Linked DNA regions of Mus musculus: region 2 is linked to region 1. A link is a contact called in public HiChIP or PLAC-seq data. All regions are on one chromosome and are shown on one strand. The core of a region is the stretch at or near the end of the contact, and the rest is flanking DNA. Distances in the headings are between cores, read along the strand shown. Region 1 holds the start of Fabp7 (fatty acid binding protein 7, brain). Region 2 has its middle 35 kb from the start of Smpdl3a.

What was found. HiChIP or PLAC-seq counts read pairs in DNA pulled down with a chosen protein or histone mark.
Region 2: an H3K4me3 HiChIP or PLAC-seq map of neural progenitor cells shows a contact between it and region 1, with 5 times the contacts expected there. The contact joins the enhancer-like site here to the promoter of Fabp7 in region 1. A contact is called at or near these places in 1 of 39 promoter capture datasets (neural stem cells), 14 of 484 Hi-C or Micro-C datasets (CD8 T cells, LSK cells, Sertoli cells and 11 more), 14 of 115 datasets of contacts at active chromatin or transcription factors (astrocytes, bone marrow-derived macrophages, differentiating embryonic stem cells and 9 more) and 2 of 9 other capture datasets (adipose tissue and liver).

Annotation. Positions count from the first base shown.
Region 1 is chr10:57,782,636-57,786,799 of GRCm38.p6, reverse strand. Fabp7 (fatty acid binding protein 7, brain) reads right to left here and starts at 1,877. Exons shown (of 4, transcript NM_021272.3): 1 at 1,719-1,877; 2 at 1,122-1,294; 3 at 434-535. The coding sequence starts at 1,791. It also overlaps the pseudogene Gm5777.
Region 2 is chr10:57,826,997-57,831,160 of GRCm38.p6, reverse strand. No RefSeq gene overlaps it. Among named protein-coding and RNA genes, the nearest start is that of Smpdl3a, 35 kb to the right of the region's middle. Within about 2 kb of position 2,415, at least 27 of the 459 cell types and tissues checked have an H3K27ac peak or open chromatin away from gene starts, as enhancers often do. A contact at or near this core is called in astrocytes, brain, neural progenitor cells and 5 more, where this site is marked.

The sequences.
Region 1 (4,164 bases), core at 628-3,127:
TTTAAAATGTTTAAAATGCCTTAATTACAGTCTCTAATAGGTAACTACTCTGATATTTCGTTACTTTATGTTTTCCTATGAGTTATCTTCAAATATTTTCCTAATGAGTAGCTTACATTTAAGTTCCAGTTGAAGGCTGGACATTCACAGCAATCCCATGACCACGGTTCTTGACACACACTTTTGGGGTAAATTGATGTATAATTTTAAAACTCTACAGGTGCCAACCTGAGGCAACAACTAGTTCTGAGTTTTTCCTTCCTCCTGTTTTACATATTAAGGGACTTTGAACGGCAGGAGAAACTGAGATGAAAATAAGGGGTTGGGGGAGAGCAAAAGTGGGGGCTAAGGAAGAAGAGTCCAGAGGGGAGTGCAAAAGAATGATGCTTAGAAGGGAAGCAGGGACAGAAAAGGCAGACTCCTTAGGACTTACCACGACCATCTTGCCATCCTTAATTTCTCTGGTACAATTTGTTTCTTTGCCATCCCACTTCTGCACATGAATGAGCTTGTCTCCATCCAACCGAACCACAGACTGAGAGCAACAACCAATCAAAGGGGGTTAACAGGCAGAAGTCCACTTTTCACAGAAGTCAAACGACAGCATTATCAGAGAGGGCCATAACTGAGTACATCACTCATAATTATTCCAGCAGCACTTCATCCTCTGTTACTTTCAAGAATCTCTGTTTTCTAAAATGTGGCCATTTATGATTCAGCTGCCATGTATACAGCCAGTTGCAAAAAACCAGCATAGATCAGAAATAAAAATACAGAACTAGTCACTCTTCTTGCTTAAGCAAAGCTTTGCTGTGCGACGGACTAATTGGTCAAGCTGAGATGATCAGAGAGAAGGAACAAGGTGTGGTCTTTCTTTCAAATAAACATGGTTCAATACTCTCTGGGTAAAAGTTGCTATAAAATGTGAAAAAGGATAAATAGCCTGCAAGTTTGGCTCTGGAAATTACTCAGTGTCTGGGATACAACCAGTAAACCCTAGAATGTTAGCTCTGGCTCCTTCTTCCTGAAGGGGGATTCTGAAAGCTTGTTCCCCTTCTCCATGTCTGTGGAGAGATTGGGAATCCTCTGTCCCATCCTCACCGGATAAAGCTGCCTCTTACCTTACAGTTTCTGTCATCTATGCTGGTTTCTTCAAACTCTTCTCCCAGCTGGAAATTGATCTCTGTGTTCTTGAATGTGCATTGTGTCCGGATCACCACTTTGCCACCTTCCTGACTGATAATCACAGTTGGTTTGGTCACGTTTCCCACTTGCCTAGTGGCAAAGCCCACGCCTGAAACAGCAAAGGGAGCCAGCGCAGTTAACAGCAACTTCCAAAATAGTTCAGAAATCTGCTTGTCACTCTAAGAATCCAGAATTGGATTCTAAAGTGTAGATTTCGTCCAAACCTGATTAATGGTTACTCCACTAGCCATGGACAAGGTAAGCACAAATAAGGACCTTCTCACTCCCTTCTCCAAAAGTTACAGAAGCTTCACATTATCCACAGGATATCAAATGGTCCCTTTATTTGATTCTTCGCAAGAAGGCAGGAAAATACCACAGTAAGAATTATTTGAGTGGGCTATGCACAGTCTTAGTATAATTGACACAATGTGCTCAGCCTGTCTTTCAGAAACCTGGTAAGTAAAATCGGGGGTTTCTAAGGATCAAAATACAGAGTTAAGAAGAAAACAGTACGTCTTATTTTTACCTACCCAGAGCTTTCATGTACTCATCAAAATTCTGACTGTCTGTCAGCTTCCAGGTTGCGCAGAAAGCATCTACCATCCTTAACCGCCTAGTCAGCTGAAAATAGGCAGGAACTGGAGGAACTCGGGTCTTACCCACCACCGTAATTCACAAAAACCCTTTGCACCTCAGCAGAAGCTGCTGCCTTCTTATTTAGAGAAGAAGCGGGCAAAAAGCCAATCATTTGAATGACTAACTTGTCTCTTTCCAGCAGGCTGCCGTGGGGGAGGGGCTGGGCAGATGGCTCCAATCCTCCTTGTGATTTGCTCAGGCCACTGGGTTAGCGGAGTAGGTCAAGATCCTCCCAGTTCACACATCACAATCCTGATCCCCCCCCCCCCCATGCTCTAAAGGAAGTCAGCGGGGCCTGGGAACAGAAAACTGTAGAAAAGAGAGGGTTTTTCAGGTTCAGCAGGGGATAAGAAAAAAAAAGGCAACTGCAGCCTCAAACTGGGAGGAAAGAAAAGGGAAGGATAATAGGGCATTGAGATTGATTTCCTTAAGGAGAGCATGGTGTTGGTTACAAATGAAGGCCTCCTTAAAGAAAAACCCACGGAAATGCCAGATTTTTCAGACATAGGCGTCTGAAGGGTGTGTTTTAGTTTTCTTTTATATTTAAACAGAGAGCCAAATGCAGACTAGAATATGCCAAACTAGGAAAAGATACAGAGTGTGAGTGAAAATATATTTCCTAGATGAACCCTGTCCCTACTCAGAGCATCAATGTGACAGACAGTGTAGCTAGGGAGCCAACTCTCAACACAAACACAGTGTGTTTCTCAGAATGTACGAACCAGACCAGAATGGGAAAGGAACCTTACAGAGTGCCCTTAAAATTCATTAATGAGTTAGAGAAACAAAGAGGAGATTTTTTTCCTTCACCTCCTCGAGGGGGCTACAGGATCAATGTGGAAAAGCTGAACAGGCAACCAGTTAGTAAGATCTTAAAGGATATTTTGGTTTCCTAAGGTCACATCTACCTAAATATGAGGCTTGCATAACCAGGGAGACAGGAACTAGAGGGGTGATGCGAATAGAACTTGCCTATACTGTGTGCCAGCTCAGTGTACAAGTATGAGAGAATAGCTGGAAGGTTCTAATAGAGGCGTTAGAGGGGTCTGTGAACTTCCTCTTCACCTTGAGATTCCTCCCCCCCCCCCCCCCCCGGCTTTATAGATCCAATAAAGTGGCACTTTCCCAGGCTCAGAGAGAAAGAGACCCTGGAGTCTGACAAGGCAACCCCTGCTCTTCTGCCAGCGCAGCTTGAGCCTCAGCTCACAACGCATGCATCCCACTCTGCAGCTCCCACGGAAGACAAGGGCTCAGTACGCTTTAGCCTAGTGCTGTGCTAGCTGGATGGCAGCATACCTGTTTATCGTAAACACCAGAACTGTCCCCATACGTGTGTGCCTTCAAGTCTGAACTACATATGCGACTAGTTCCACCACCTTGTGGAATCTACCACAAACCTGCCGTCCGTTTCTAATGGTTTACTCTCACAAATGACAGTTGCTGTAAAGACTTAGCTCATTTTGCTTCCCCAGTATTTAGCAGTCATCCTCCCAACCCCCAGCACACAAGCCTCCTAAATGTGAGCAACTTCTGGCTTTGCCTGATTCTTTAGCAGCAGCTACCACACTGTTCTCAAAGGATCTCTTGGAAACCAGCAACCTTTCAAACACAAATTTGCATTCCCCTCACTACTAAGGACACTGAACATTTTTTTAATGTGATTTTCTGGGTTTTGAATACCGTTCATGCAGTGACTATGTAAATATTTTCCTACTTTAAAGTTGGGGTTTTTTTTTCCCTTTCTGCTGTGCTATATACATATTCTTTGTATATTTTAGATAAGCTACTTGGTGGATATGTGTTTTTGCAAAAAAATCCTTTTTATTTTTTTTTTCTTTTCTTGGTTAAAACAAAAATTTCACGAATATATCAAACTTTATTTTGTATACATCTTAAGAACATATAAATTGAATTTAGTTAATGGTACCTCTGTATAGTTGTTTTAAATTCTAAATCTGATCTTGACTTTTTTTTCTTATTTAGTTTTTATTCATAATCATAAGCTTAACTTTGCAATCCAGCTAGACTTGAAGGGGAATGAGGAAAATATGGAACCCAAAGAACTTCAGTGAGAGCAGAGATTACAGGACATTGAGAGCAGATGGGGTAGGGGTGTTCTTATGAGCTACAGAAAGAATGGTTTGATGGGTAAAATGCCCGAAAGTCAAAAGAAATTAGACTTGTCCACAGTCACAAATGGTGATCTTCTTGCTGGTCTTGCCATTCTTGGACCCAAAACGCTCCATGGCTTCGACAATGTTCATTGCCTTCTTTCACCTTTCCAAAGACCAAATGCTTGCCATCGAGCCATTCAGTCTTGGCAGTGCAGATAAAAAACTG
Region 2 (4,164 bases), core at 1,166-3,665, 44 kb before region 1:
CATGAAGCCATACTACCTTCAAGATTTAAATGTTGTCATCATATAATTCTAGACATAGGATAAATATTTGGGTGTTCCATGAGGCCCTTTCACCTACATTTACACAAACAAACACAATGAATGTTACATATTTCAAAGTTAACATTTCTGAACAATGTTTCTGAGCATACTAGAGGGTGCTGTGGCCTGGGCCTGGTAGACCCAGGCCTCAGATGAGCTAGGATCATTTGCAGAAGAGCTGAAGAGGCAGCCATCGCAAACACTTTCTGGTTGCCTTGTACAAGTCAGTTTTTCTAAAATCTTTCTTCTTTATTGCTCATCCAATAATAACATGTAAAAGCTAATGTGCCCAAGTAGAGAGAGGTCAGAGGTGGAGTTCAGAATTAAGAGCCAGGGGAGGGAAATTAAAGTCTGAATACCAGCGCTTACTTTAGTAAGAAATGAAGGGGTAGTGGTTATGGACTTTGTGTGGTTAGAACAGAGAGCAGTGCACAAAAGAACTGGATTCTTGTTCAGCGTTGTTGTCTCTGGAGTCAGAAGCCAGATCTGCCTTCATGTTGTATAGGTGCAGGAACACCGAGGACAGCTCCAGCTCATAAACTTTTGCTACAAACTTCATGAGGGAGAATTTCAAGTGATTTTCCCCCACCTCAAAGAACTCCTTCATTTTTAACAAAGCCTGACATCTGGGCCTTTCTTTCCCTAAATATTGTAGTGGAAATCCAGTATATAGTTATAAATTCAGGATATTACAAAAAGAAATACAGCCAAAGGGAAACATACATACAGTAGCTGTGATAGAAAGAGAAAACAAAAGGCACACTAGGCCTGATTAAGTCTGCTTTAAAGTTCTGCAATCAAAAACAGTGCAATCATCTTCATCATCTTCATCATCATCACCATCACCACCACCACCATCATCATCACCACCATCATCATCATCGTCGTCGTCATCATCATCATCATCATCATCATCATCCCCTGTTGGTAAGGAGAGTGTATTTTTTGATCATAATGACTTCATGGGAGCAAAAAACACTAGGAGAAGTTGAGAATCCCGAGTCACTCTTGTTATATAAACACTGTCTATAGCAGTGCTGGGTGGATGCTCTATTTTATTACACTCTCCCAGCTTTAAACAGGCTTGGAACTGTGGAGAATGTTGAAAACACTGTCTGGGACTAATTTTGCCTAAGATGGCATGCAAAATAACCACCTCATAGTCAAAGAAAGCCTTATAGTTCTTTCTCCTCCAGGCTTCAAAAGTAAGATGTGGCTTGGCTGGTAGAGTGCTCAACTAGCATGCATGAATGTGGCAGTTTCTATGACAACCACAGCCCGCAGAGTCATGGTCCAAGAAGATCATTTGGTTCAAGACGATTAAGTAGCCAGAAATGGATCAAACTTCAAGAGTCGGATGCCCAACTAATTTATTTCAGGCATCCTTAAGCACAGCACAATTTGGTGAACATTTTCCTGGTGGTAATCAACTCAATTCTGTATGTACAATAAAGATTATGACTATGACAAACATCTTTGTAAAGTACATGTGATAAGGATGAATTCTATGTATTGCTAAGGTCACAATAAGGGTCTGGAGAAGAATGCACTTTGGTTTGGGCCACACAGACAGTGTAAAGGTCACCAGATTAGAACAGATGTCCACTCCTGGCTTTCTAGGCAGAGAACAGATTATACACCTCTCCCTTTGAGGGGATAACCCTGTGTGTTTAGCCTTCCTGTTTCACCTCGTGCTTATCTGCAAACACAGGGAGCCTGTACCTCCTGCACATGATACCTTAGAATAGATCCATAATCGTTTGTAAACTGAGTACAATGTAGTTCCTGCCTTCAAGTGGTAGAAACAGGAGGATCAAAAAGGTCATCCTCCATTGGAGGGCAGTGTGGGATACATGAGACCCATGTCAACAAATTGAAAGAAGGAGTAAGAGGAGGGAAAGGGAAGCTGTAAGGAAAGTATAGTTCGAAGTCATCCTAATTCTAAGTACTCATCACTGAATTAAAATGTTGGGGTCGGCACCTTTTCTTCTAGATCATTTCAAGTCAGGAACCGAAATGCATTTGAGAGATGTTGAAAGGGGAAAGGGGACTTGCTATGTGTGGTATTCCATTGTAAAGGCTCAGAGAAAAAAGGAAGGGCTGTGGGGAAGTGAGCGGAGTGATTCCTGCAGATCTTGAACTTGACCTCTGGGAGAACCGACATTGTCTGCACTGCCCTTACAGCAGCTAATTCTCTTCAACTCCAAGATGGCTAGTAAAGAAAGCAGATGACCTCACTACAAGCCTTTAGAAAGAACGATCTGCCTCATTTCCGTTTTTCACTGGGTTACATACAAGAGGTTTCCATGGTTCAGGCAGCCTTGCTGCAAGCAATGCAAAAATCTCACAATAAGAATAGAGACTGCACAAAGGCAGAGGGCTTGACGCTGTGTGAAACTCAGGACTTGCTCCAATAGAGAGGGTAGCAAGAGGGGAAAAGAACTGTCAAGAACCCACATCCAGTTGTGTTCTATGTGAAATTTCACCAGTCATATAAAGCATCTATGGAATATCTCCATTCGCTGAAAGCAAAAATGAGAGCATTTCAAAGAACGATGGTCATAGGAAAGAAATGTAAAGAAAATGACCAAGCCACAGACAAGAGAATAAAACAACCATTGAAAAATTTACTAACTTTTGTCCTCTTTTATTTTGTATAATTTTTTAGTTTGCGTGTACATGTGTGTGTGGCTGCATATATGGGTGCATGTGTTTGTGATATATGGTTGAACTTATATGTATGTGCATCAGAGTCTTAAGGAGACAGGGAAAGTGGAAGCAGAAGGATTCCTACAACTTGCTGGCCAGTCAGTCTATCCTAGGTGATGAACTCCAGTGCCCATGAGAGATTCTGTCTCAGAAAATAAGGTAGAGAATCAATTGAGGATAAGACCTCTGGCTTCCACAGACATGCATACACACTTGCACATGCATACACATTAAATGATAAATAAATAATAATGTAAAAAATATATCAGTCATCTCAAAAATATTCTCTATGGAAATTATTTCCTGCTGGGATTGCATTTGCAAGTAAGTTTCCTTTCTCAATCAATTTGCACTTTCTTGTGTCTTTTTCTATCCTGACATTGGCCTCTTTGAAGACTGCAGGCCAATTGTAAAGTGTTCCTCAATGTGAGTGTGAGTTGTGTCCTTGGCTGTGTTTGTGGTGTGTGTTTTAGACAGGCAAAGTGCATCCTTTGTCCATCACATAAGGAGTCCTGGGCTGGCACCACTGATAACAGCATTTACTATGAATCCTCACATAAGGAGGTTTCTCTGCTACAGTGTTAAAATTTTTACTTTTTTTCAAGTCATTTGTAATCTGTAGAGATACTTAGAGCTAATGTTATACACTGTCTCTTTGAAAATGACTTCCCAGTCCCTGGCCAGGTGATCCATACCTATAAACTCAGAAAACTTAGAAAACCAAGGCAGGGGAATTGTGACATTAAGACAATCCTAGAATACATTATGAAATTCTATCTCCAAAACAAATATAGATTTTTCTCTCAATAGTTTTAGTTTGATGAAACTTATTTCAGGTAATTATTGAATGTTAGCACACAGAATTGCTCCTTTAAGTGAACAAATGTGTAACCTGTTTTTGTTTTTGTTTTTGTTTTCCAGAAAGCTGTTGGTAGGCATGCATTGTAGTCTAGTGAACTCTGGACTATCTATATAGTGGAACACTCCACCTCTTGACCCAAAGCATAAGCCTGTTTTTCTCAGTCAATGCATAGAACTCACATTTATGGTGGGTGTTACATGTGCTTTACAAAGAGTTCAGATGTAGTCAGGTCCAATCTTTATTTAGGCTACTTTGATCCTTGAAAAGATCTATGTATGCTTTACGGTGCACGCTGGATTTAATTAATTATCACCAGAAAGTTTTCTCCAATACTTAAAGATATCCCTAAAATAAACTACTTGGAGTCTGACTCCAGAATTAGAACCAACACTCACTACTTTTACCCCATCTGCCTTCTTGCCTCCCATGGACTATCACCCTGCTGCTGTGGAGGCTACAGAGACCCCTGTATATAACCTGAGTGTTGGTATTTGTCTACAGGACATATTCCTAGGAAATAACTGAGCAGCATT